2 separate regions of the Sus scrofa genome follow, and region 1 is linked to region 2. Evidence: chromatin contacts called from public Hi-C data. All regions are on one chromosome and are shown on one strand. Each heading gives the region's core, a stretch centred on a gene start, on an enhancer-like site or on the middle of the called end of the contact. The rest is flanking DNA. Distances are from core to core; before and after follow the strand shown. Region 1 holds the start of KCNS3 (potassium voltage-gated channel modifier subfamily S member 3). Region 2 has its middle 81 kb from the start of KCNS3.

The links. A called contact is a pair of places that touch in the nucleus more often than the background predicts.
Region 1: a Hi-C map of skeletal muscle shows a contact between it and region 2, with 2.1 times the contacts expected there. The contact joins the promoter of KCNS3 here to the enhancer-like site in region 2. A contact is called at or near these places in 1 of 5 promoter capture datasets (liver), 3 of 47 Hi-C or Micro-C datasets (epiblast stem cells and skeletal muscle) and 1 of 2 datasets of contacts at active chromatin or transcription factors (skeletal muscle).

What each region holds. Positions count from the first base shown.
Region 1 is chr3:119,986,105-119,991,493 of Sscrofa11.1, forward strand. It overlaps KCNS3 (potassium voltage-gated channel modifier subfamily S member 3), which reads right to left and starts at 2,448. Exons shown (of 4, transcript NM_001044596.1): 1 at 2,330-2,448.
Region 2 is chr3:119,904,983-119,909,777 of Sscrofa11.1, forward strand. No RefSeq gene overlaps it. Among named protein-coding and RNA genes, the nearest start is that of KCNS3, 81 kb to the right of the region's middle. Within about 2 kb of position 1,344, at least 15 of the 83 cell types and tissues checked have an H3K27ac peak or open chromatin away from gene starts, as enhancers often do. A contact at or near this core is called in liver and skeletal muscle, where this site is marked.

The sequences.
Region 1 (5,389 bases), core at 1,198-3,697, 82 kb after region 2:
ACTGACACAAAGAAGGGAAGCCTCACTTCCTAATGCGGGTGTTCTAAGGATTAAATGAGATAATGCCTGGAAAAGGGCCGAGCAGAGTAGCTGGCATATGGTAGGCGGCCAAGAAATGTTATCTGTGGGGGAAAAAAAAAAAAGTGGAAGCAGAGGAGGAGGAGGAAAACCCCGTGGTGCCTGCTCTCTCAGAGCTGACAGCCCCAAATGCCAGACACAGGGCAGATGGAGCTCTCTGGTACAATAGAAAGATGCAGAGTCTGTGAAGGATAACAGTGAAAGGCAAAATTCACTGAATAAGGAGGAGGGGACTGGAGTGCCCACCCTTCCCCTACTTTCTTAAATAATAATAATAATATGGACGAAGAAAAACCTTAGCTGGTGCTTTGCCGGCCAACTTAAGTGTCAGAGCATTGGATTTTTAATATTTTAATATTTCTGAACAGAACAAAGATTGCTTCCAACTTCCCAATTTGCTCTCATACACTTGACCAGCAAAATCTTAGCTTTGCTGCATTCATTAATGGCTTTCTCTATTCAGGCTGATTTTCCAGGTAATAATGGCTCAGAGACAAGACTGATTCCGCAAGTCTCCTTAGAATACTCACATGCTCTGGATTCAGCGTTCTTGAGTATTCAGTATCATCTCTCCCTACCCCAGTACTGACAATTCCTAGTTCTGAAATGACTAACAATACTAGAACCCGAGAAGGGTGGAATTCGGTGAGACAAAAAAAAAAAAAAAAAGATCAACTGAAACTTCATCCTGTGCTGTGACCAAGGCCTGGCCCCAGGCACCATGGGCGGGTTGTAGACACATACTGGATGAATCCCTGTCCTCAAGCAGCTTACAACCCAGTAAAGAGTGAGAACTACCCTGAACACCAAGTTCATCCACAGAATCAATGCCACCCTCTCTCAGCCTGAAATGCTGAGAGTACTGGGGAGAAGAGCGCTAAGGCATCTGCCTTTAGCAAGAGAGGCAGGTGCTCAGGAAAATGCTTACTTCCTGTTTACCTGGGCAAGTATTTGCAAGTAGTCCACAAAGGGGAGCAACTAGGTGTAACTTATACAGTTCTAAGTGAATGCTTACGCAAATCACTTAAGCAAATACATGAAAAGGGACGGGAAGGTTCCTGATCTTGTTTTCCTCACCTGCCCTGCACTCGGAGATGAAATGAAAGATCAAAACCTAGCAGCTACTCTACCCGGAGGACGAAGAGAAACACCACCCCGCCCCCCAACCACGCCGCAGCATCAAACCAGGGCCCCTGGGTCCTTCTGGCAGGAGGAGGTGGTCCTTTGCAGCCCTCCACCCGGGTCCTGGGCTGTCTGAGTTAGGCTCTCTGTTCTGTGTCCCAGTACAGACGCTGGAGACATCAAGGGCGCAAAAGGTGCTCCTTTCCCAAAGACACAAGAGGCAGAGCAGGGGAAGAGCGCGCAGGGGCGGCGGGGGGGGCGCGGGATGGGGGGGCATCAGAATGATCTCTGCAATGCGAAAGGCTCGCAGCCCGGCCCGCCGCGGCCCCTGCCGGCAGGTCTGGCTCGCTCGCCAGCCAATTCACCTCAAGAAGTCGGGCAGCCACCCAGAGGGGTGCGGGAAACGGAAGTTCCCGACCCCAGGGCACCCACTCCCATCAGTACCACTGATCCAAACGCACGGTCTGCGTACGACTCAACAAGGGCCCTGCAAGCTCCAAGCCACTTCCACCCGGGGCGCACCGGCAGTCCCTAGGCGCAGCGCGGCACCAGAGCACCGGTCCTGGATGCGCTCTTCCCCGCAACTGTCGCGGGGCGCTTTGCACCTCTGCAGGGCAAAGGGGAGGGGAGGATGACAAGGAAGAAGGCGGAGCGGGCGGCCTGGGAAGCACTTACATTTGTCAGGAAAGCGCCTCCTCTCGAGGAAGAGAAGGAACGGCTTCCCGGCTAAGGAAACGCCCCAGGGATGCCCCTCCGCGGAGTGCCGCCTTCCCCCGGCTCCTCGATTCTCCCGCCTCCATCTGTCCTCCACCCCGCACCCAAAAGCGGACTCTAAACAGCGTCCCTGCGGCTTTCCGAAGGACCCAGACACTCCCTCGGCTGCCGGCAACTCGCGCAACAGGCAGATCCTTAGGGTTCCAGCGACGACCGGCTCTAGGGACCGGAGGATGGAGAGCGTTGGAGACAGGCGCCCAGCAGGATGCAAAGTCCCCTGCGGATGTAGATCTGCCGGGTCGTGAACCCGTAACCAAGGCCACGACAGGGCAGGGCAGCAAAAGGTAGGGAAAGTTACCGGGTCGTATGGAGAAGTCTGCGGAGCGCACGGAGAGGTGGGGACACAAGTAGGTACCTGCAGGAGTCCGAGGACCTCTGGCTGCCTCGGCTCTGGGACGCCGCCGGCCCGCGCCGCAGGGATCTGGCGTCTCCGCGCGGTCCCGCGCCCGCCGCAGCGGCGGCGGCAAGGAGAGCCGAGTGCCCCGCGTCGGTCAATCGGTCCGTCCCGCCCGGCAGGAGCTTGGCGCCCCGGAGCCGCGGCGGGCGGGGCGGGGCGGGGCGGGGCGGGGCGGGGCCGGCCGCTGGGCCGCCGCCCTATTGGTCCCAGCCTCGCCTGCCGCCTGGCTTCGGGCTCGCAGTCCTAGGTCCCCGGGCTGAGGGCGCGGCGCTCCGCCGCCGGCGGTCGCTGGCTGCCGGGCTCAGGCCGCGCGACAGGCGGACCCTGGACGAACAGAGAGGCGTCCCCGCCAGGCGCGCGCCCCCGCCTAGACCCAAGTGCACAGTCACTCCTGGAGCTGCACGCCGGGTCCGGGTGGGAGCCGGAGCGCGCCCCACGCCTCCTACCTGCGCGCCCTGCCGGGCTGGGGCCACCTTGACCCTGTGGGACACGGACGACCCCCTCTGCTGCCCCGGCGGCTCCCGCAACCGCCTCTCGGCCCAAGCAACACTAAGAATTTGCCGGGATTTTCTTAGGAAGTATCGAGGCCCCCAACTTGTTTTAAAACAAAGTGCAAAGGAGGAAACATCCCCTGGTCCTGCCTGTTTACCTCCAGCCCCGCTGCCTGAAGACTCACGCAGCCTACAGAACCAGATTGATTTGCACGCTCCGTTCCTCAACTCACCAAGTCCTAAGGGGTGAACCATGCACCGAGCGGAAAGGAGGACAAGCGGAGTCCCCTTCTACCAGAGGAAGACGCCTGCGGCCACGGTCGGACGGCAAACCAGGACCTCAGCGAAAGAGGCGTGTGGTCCAGAAGGCATCGCCCGCCCCTCTGCAGTGAGGGAGAACGCTCAGTGAACCGCCCCGAGGAGAAATGGGACGCTCGGGGACCCACCCCCGCGCTCCCCCTCCCGCCCCCAAACTGCAGATTTTTAAGTTGTGCAGACTTGCAATAATTCCTCAGAGCCAGCTGCTCTAAGATGTAGGCGCTCAGTGTTCCTTGGGTTCCCGCCCCACATCACGCAATCCGCCAGCTGCCCGCAACCCGGCACCCGCTGATCACCGGCCCCAGACCTGCGCCTAGCTGGTCCACACCAAGTTGAGTTCCAGGCCCTGAGCCAGGCACACAGGAGGCGATGGGGGCAGAGGGGTGTGTGGAAAGTGAAAGGCACTTTCTCTGACCTCATCAAAGTACCCCAGAGTACCTTTGCGTTCTCTTATCGTTTTTGTTTGATCAAAACCCACAGCGTTCCCACTGTATCTGTAGGCTTCCAGAAGGAGGTGAAACCTGCACTACACAGGCTTGGCTAGAGGAGATGAGAATAGTGAACAGGAATGGCAGAGGAGGAATGAAAGCCCACCTTTCCTCACCTCAGCCTACAGCATTTTCTTTGTCCTATGGAAGGTGAGGTGGGATGCAGGTGACTGGAGAGCAGATGTTTTGTTCTCTGATCTACTGGTTCTTTGGCTTCCCCAAACCTGCCCCCTCTCTTGTGGAAGAGGATCCAACACATTTGTCTACACTGCTGTTAGCAGATGGCTGAAAAAAGGTAAATGTTCATAGATTATTCTTCATTTTTAGCATAAAACCTAACATTAGTCTAAAAATATGTTTACATGCATCAGCATCTGGGTAGAATGCCTTCAGATCTCTCCCAGCAGTTAGCCCTTTAATCATTTTCAAATCACCAAGTTTATCCAAAAAGTCCAGCATTGTTTACTCGACAATGAACTATGTCGGGAATCTCTAAGCACTGCAGGAGCCATCTGCAGTGCAGAAGAGTCTGGAATGAGGTCCTTCTTATGGGTTCTGGATGGCACATGTGAACTGGGAGAAAAGGCATATGGGGGGGGTTAGCTCAGGAAGGGCCCCAACTTGGCATCTATAAAAGGTGGGGACAGAAAGGACAGGTTCCACTCTAGGCATACTTGGGGGAGGGGTGGGGAAGGGGCACAGAATTCGAAGTCAGACAGACTGGGTTCTCATCCTGCTGTGTCCTGTAGAAGCCTTGAGATTGAGACACTTAGCTTTTCAGCCCTGGTTTCTTCATTAAGAAGAAAAGTTTCTCTCTCAAAGGGTGATCATGAGAAGCAAATGAAATGATAAACAGGAAAGCATTGCATAGACCATAAACAACATGTCTGTTACCTGAAAATTTATGAAGGTTGAGCAAGGCCAGGCAAATGCACTCCTATACACACACACACACACACACACACACACACACACGCATGCACCCTTGTCCCTGGGTCTAGAGCCCCTTCCTCTGATGTCAGTCTCCATCACCACAGCACACGCTCTTAACTGTCTGACTGCCTCCTTCCTCCCACACGCTCACCTCTCACCCCATCAGAATGTTTTTATGCTGTGTGATATGAAACCCCATCTTCTCTTCACTACCCAGTCCATAGGAAAGCACCTAGACAAGTCGTGTGTTAGCTGTAAGGGGTTGATCACCAGTTGCCAGTAGGGTTCATTCCTCCAAGGTTTCAGAAAACCTCTCTCACCCATTTACCCACATGCCCATGCAGTCCCTTCCCTCTCCCCCCAAACCTGCCCTTGATCTTTCAGTCTCACTAAAGTCCAAAGGACAGAAGATAGCTGGGTATCACCTCTGGAGGTAAGAAAAGTACTAATTTGCTTTTTTTTAATTTTTATTGGAATATAGTCAACTTACAAAGTTGTATTAATTACAGCCATAAACCATGATTCAAAAAGATTCATGCAACCCCAGTGTTCATTGCAGCACTATTTACAATAGCCAAGACATGGGAGCAACCTAAATGTCCATCAACAGAGGAGTGGATAAAGAAGATGTGGCACATATGTACAATGGAATATTACTCAGCCATTAAAAAGCATGAAATAATGCCATTTGCCACAACATCAGTGGATCTAGATATTATCATACTAAGTGAAGTAAGTCAGACAAAGATAAATATCATATGAAATCACTAATATGTGGAATCTAATAA
Region 2 (4,795 bases), core at 94-2,593:
ATATATATATATCAAGGATGTTTTGTTTGTTAAAGTTGACAAGCTGATTCTCAGTGTATGGAATAATATGAAGGTTATACGTGTCCATATCAACTTGAAAATAAGAACTAAGTTGTGATTCTTACCCTATTTTATTTCAAGACTTATTATAAAGCTACAATTTTGAAGACAGTGTGATGTTGGCATAAATGTAGACATAAAGATCAACAGAACAGAATGGGGTGTTCAAAAACAGAGTCACACATAACAGAGACAAAGTTAAGTAAGATACGGTTTCTGCCTTCAAGATGGCTATTCAGAATCTACGTGGATTCTGAGTACATTATATATTATAATGGAGTGCAATAAATGCTGCCAGAATCCAAATGTAGGCTGGCTAGCCTAACTGAGGGGATCTAGAAATTTTCCCTAGGGAAAATGATGTGTGGGCTGAATCCTGAACGATTAAAGAGTTTGCAAGATGAAGAAATAAGACAGCAGCATTCTGGGTAGCAACATATGGGAAGAAGCAGAGGCACGAATGGGCATAAGACAATCTGGTACCCACCAGTTATCCCCCCCGTGCTAGGAGTATGGAGATGAGAGACCGTAGAGGAAAACCAGCAGCCACATCATGACAAGCTGTATGCACTAAAATAGGAGGAATGGAAATTTATTCCACAGATAATCAAAAGCCATTGGAAAAAAAAATGTTACGTGTGTTTGTGATAGGGTTATATTTGGGTTTGACATATTACTCTGTCAGAAGGATAAAAACCAAACCAGTTAAATTAAGACTGAGGGTAGCAAGACCAGTTAGGATGCTACTAAAATATTCTGGATGGGATAGAGAAGAGCCTTAACCTAAGGCAAAGGCAATCAGGTTTGGGGTATAAAATATATTGTAGAGATCATCAGAAGGCATAGTTAAGATCATCTGATAACTGATTAGATGTGGGGCTGAGAAAAATTGGAGGAGAAAGAGGGAATGATGTACAGTTAATTTTTGTCCCTCTTTTTTCTCAGGTGTAACTTAAAGTCTCTGACTTTACTTAAAAGTAAGAAATAAAGCCCTCTTTTAGTAGGTGATCCTACACAAGAGCAGAAAACATTAAGTCAATTGTGCTTGGCCTCCGTGGGGGTGAAAATGAAAGCGCTCTTGGCCAGTAAAAGGACAGGTTGGTATACCAGCCCAGTACAAGCTCCCAATTTTCCCTTTCCAAGTAAAGCTGTGAGGCCCTTGCTGGTCTGCAAATGATTTATCTGCCTCAAATCCTGCCAAACTTTGGCCCAGCTCTATCCAGACACTAGGCTATAAATGGCTGAAGAAATAACAGGAAAGGAGCAGAGTTGAAAGGCCGCTGAGCAACTGTTTTTCTTTAGCTCTGTCTGAACTGAATAGTCAGCCAACTGGGGGTCAGCCCAATCACGTCCACCCCACCTTTTATTACTCAGTGAGACTACTCGTGTGCCCTAAGCTCAGAGCAGCCACTGGGTCTGGCAAAGTTCTCAAGAGCCTAAAGCCTCACTGCATATATTTCCTAGACCCACCAATAGCGCTGTTTATGTCTTGTTAAGCCACAAGGAACATTCCACTGTGCAAAGTCAGCTTATTGCAAGATTTTTTTTAGGGAAAAAAAAAAAGATGAAAATCTTCTGATCTCTTACTTGCCTGATTCCATCCTGACAGAGGTTTTTATTACTTACCAAAGCCTATGTGCTTTTCTAAATTTCCAAGGCCCTTGCAGTTGGAGAAGTCCAGGTAACAGTAACTAGTTCTGGCCAATAGGCACTGAGCAGAAGTGATGTGTTTCTTTTCTAAGCTAGAGCATTTATTTATTTATTTATTTATTTTAATTTTTTTTTTTTTTTTTTTTTTTGTCTTTTTGCTATTTCTTTGGGCCGCTCCTGCGGCATATGGAGGTTCCCAGGCTAGGGGTTGAATCGGAGCTGTAGCCACCGGCCTACACCAGAGCCACAGCAACTCGGGATCCAAGCCGCGTCTGCAGCCTACAGCACAGCTCACGGCAACGCCGGATCATTAACCCACTGAGCAAGGGCAGGGACCGAACCCACAACCTCATGGTTCCTAGTCGGATTCGTTAACCACTGCGCCACGACAGGAACTCCATAAGCTAGAGCATTTAAGAGTGCACAGCCCTCCGGCTCACTTTTCCTCTGTCAGCTGATCTGGAAGCCATGTTTTTCACATGGTGCCAAAGCAAGATGCAAGAAACTGAGATCTTTAAGTCACTGTGTAAAAGGGAACTGTCCTGAGGTTCCCGCTGTGGCTCAGCAGTATCAAGCCCGACTAGTATCCGCAAGGACTAGGGTTCCATCCCTGGCCTTGCTCAGTGGGTTAAGGATCTGGCATTGCCGTGAGCTATGGTGTAGTTGGAAGATGTTGCTGGGATCCCACATTGCTGCCTGTGGCTATGGCCGGCACCTGCAGCTCCGTTTCAACCCCATATGCCACAGGCGCAGCCCTAAAGAGACAAAAAGAAAAGAGAGAGAGAAAGGGAAAGGGAGACATTTAACAGGAAAATGTCCTAAGAAGCTCTACTTTAATTAATAAAGGGGGGTGGGTGATCTGTCCTAGAGAGCTGCCAGACTCTGGGTGAGAAATGAACCTTTATATATTAAGCCACTGAGATTGGGGACTTGTTTGTTACTGCATTAAAGCCTAGATTAGTCTGACTAAGAGATAATGAGGAAGAAAGCAAGGCATGGACTTCCACCTCAGGTAGTCACAACACAGCTTCAATTGCTGAATCATGCTAGAGTAAGAACCCAGCAAGAATCCAAGCCAAGTCAGAGCAGGACTCAAGCAGGCTTGGCCTGAGTGTATGGCCTCTGGTCTCCTCACCTTACTATCACCGTGGGCTTGGCTACTCTCAGATGCTCAGACAAGCATGAGCTGGGGATGGTGCTGAGCAGCCTATAGGCCAGGTAGCCTGCGGATTTAGAACAGATGGGAAAACTCAATCACACCAAGTTCCAAAAGAAGCTTTTCTGTGCTGCTAGGAAGTTAAAACGTAAGCACTTTGTCCCTTATCGAGTTACCAGCCAACACTCTCTGTATGCCAGGTGCTGTTTGAGGTCCCATTTGTCACTGAGCTTACACTCCAGACCCAGTGTGGCAGAAATTGCACCGCACAGAAGGCTAGGATCCTTGAGCTGTAGTCTGAGTTTTACTGTAACTGTGACCTTGGGTGAGACCCCTCCCCTATCTGTGTTTCATTACTTTGACTTTAAAATGGAATATTTCAGAGGAGTTCCCGTTATGGCTTAGCCGTTGACGAACCTGACTGGCATCCATGAGGACACAGGTTCAATTCCTAGCCTCGCTCAGTGGGTTAAGGATCCAGCATTGCCATGAACTGTAGTGTAGGTCGCAGATGCGTTGCTGTGGCCCTGGTGTAGGCTGGTGGCTACAGCTCTGATTCAACCCCTTGCCTGAACCATCATATGCCATGAGTGCAGCCCTAAAAAGACAGAAAGACAAAAAAAAAAAAAAAAAAAAAAGAAAAAGAAATATTTGGGAGTTGTCTTTTAGTGCAGCAGGTTAAGGATCCAGTATTGTCAGTGCAGTAGCTTGGGTCAATATTGCGGCACAGGTTTGATCTTTGGCCCAGGAATTTCCACATGCTGCAGGCGTGGCCAAGTAAATAAAATGGAACATTTGGACCTGATAATATCTAAAGCACTTTATAACTGAGACTATCTATCTCTGAAGGACAATTTGAAGGCATAAGAAATGCCAGCCTCCTGGACAGAGAATGTCTACATCAGAAAGAGTACATTAAAAAGTCTGAATACTGGGAGTTCCCACTGTGGCTCAGCAGGTTAAGAACCCGACTAGTTTCCATGAGGATACGGGTTCAGTTCCTGGCCTTGCTCAGTGGGTTAATGATCCTGTGTGGCCTCGAGCTGTGGTATAGGCCAGCAGCTGCAGCTCCAATTCGACCTTTAGCCTGGGAACTTCCATAGGCCATGGGTGCGGCCCTAAAAAGATTAAAAAAAAAAAAAAAAAGCGTGAACAGTTAAATCAGAAAGCCTCTGAAAACCTTGGCCGTACCTCTTTGCCCAGTTTTACGCAGCTCAGTAACAACAATGGCTCTTTAAATGCGTTGTATTCAAAATATTCTCCTCTTTTTTTCTCTTTGGATAGATACCGAAATTTCCCTTGGTACACGAGCTAACTTTAAAAACAATCATTCCTAAAACATACTCAAAGGAAGACACCTAAAGAAGACATAAGCTATTCTCTTATTATATCAGATAATTGGCTTCAGATAATGCAGTGTCTGCACTGAATGAGAATTATGTCCTCAAGAGTTTCTATACCTATCGACTACAGAGCTTGTCTTCAGAGATTTTTAACTGAAAAATGCATTGCCTCTGTAAACTATTACGCTAGTATTGATTTTTTTTTCTGTCTATATAAAAGTACCCTATTTCCCTGTCATTTGTTGATCAACCTGGTCTTTTTTATATACCTAGCATCAGCTTGGTTCAAAGCCCTCGCATTGAATTTTGTTTATGGTCCTCAAAAGGAACATTCTACCTTTTATTAAAGAATACTGCCTGTGAAAATATAGCAAGGATAGTTCTTATAAATGATCTACCACCAAAATTCAATTCACATGCTGCCTGGTGCCTTCTCTGTCCACAACACTCATTGTAGAGTGCGGGATTGTGAAAAGAACACAGGTTTTGTTGTCAGACAACCCTAACTTTTAATTCTCAGTTCAGAAATTCATTGAGCATATGAACCTCAGCATGATACCTCAGTGCTCTGTGCCTCAGAAGTGGC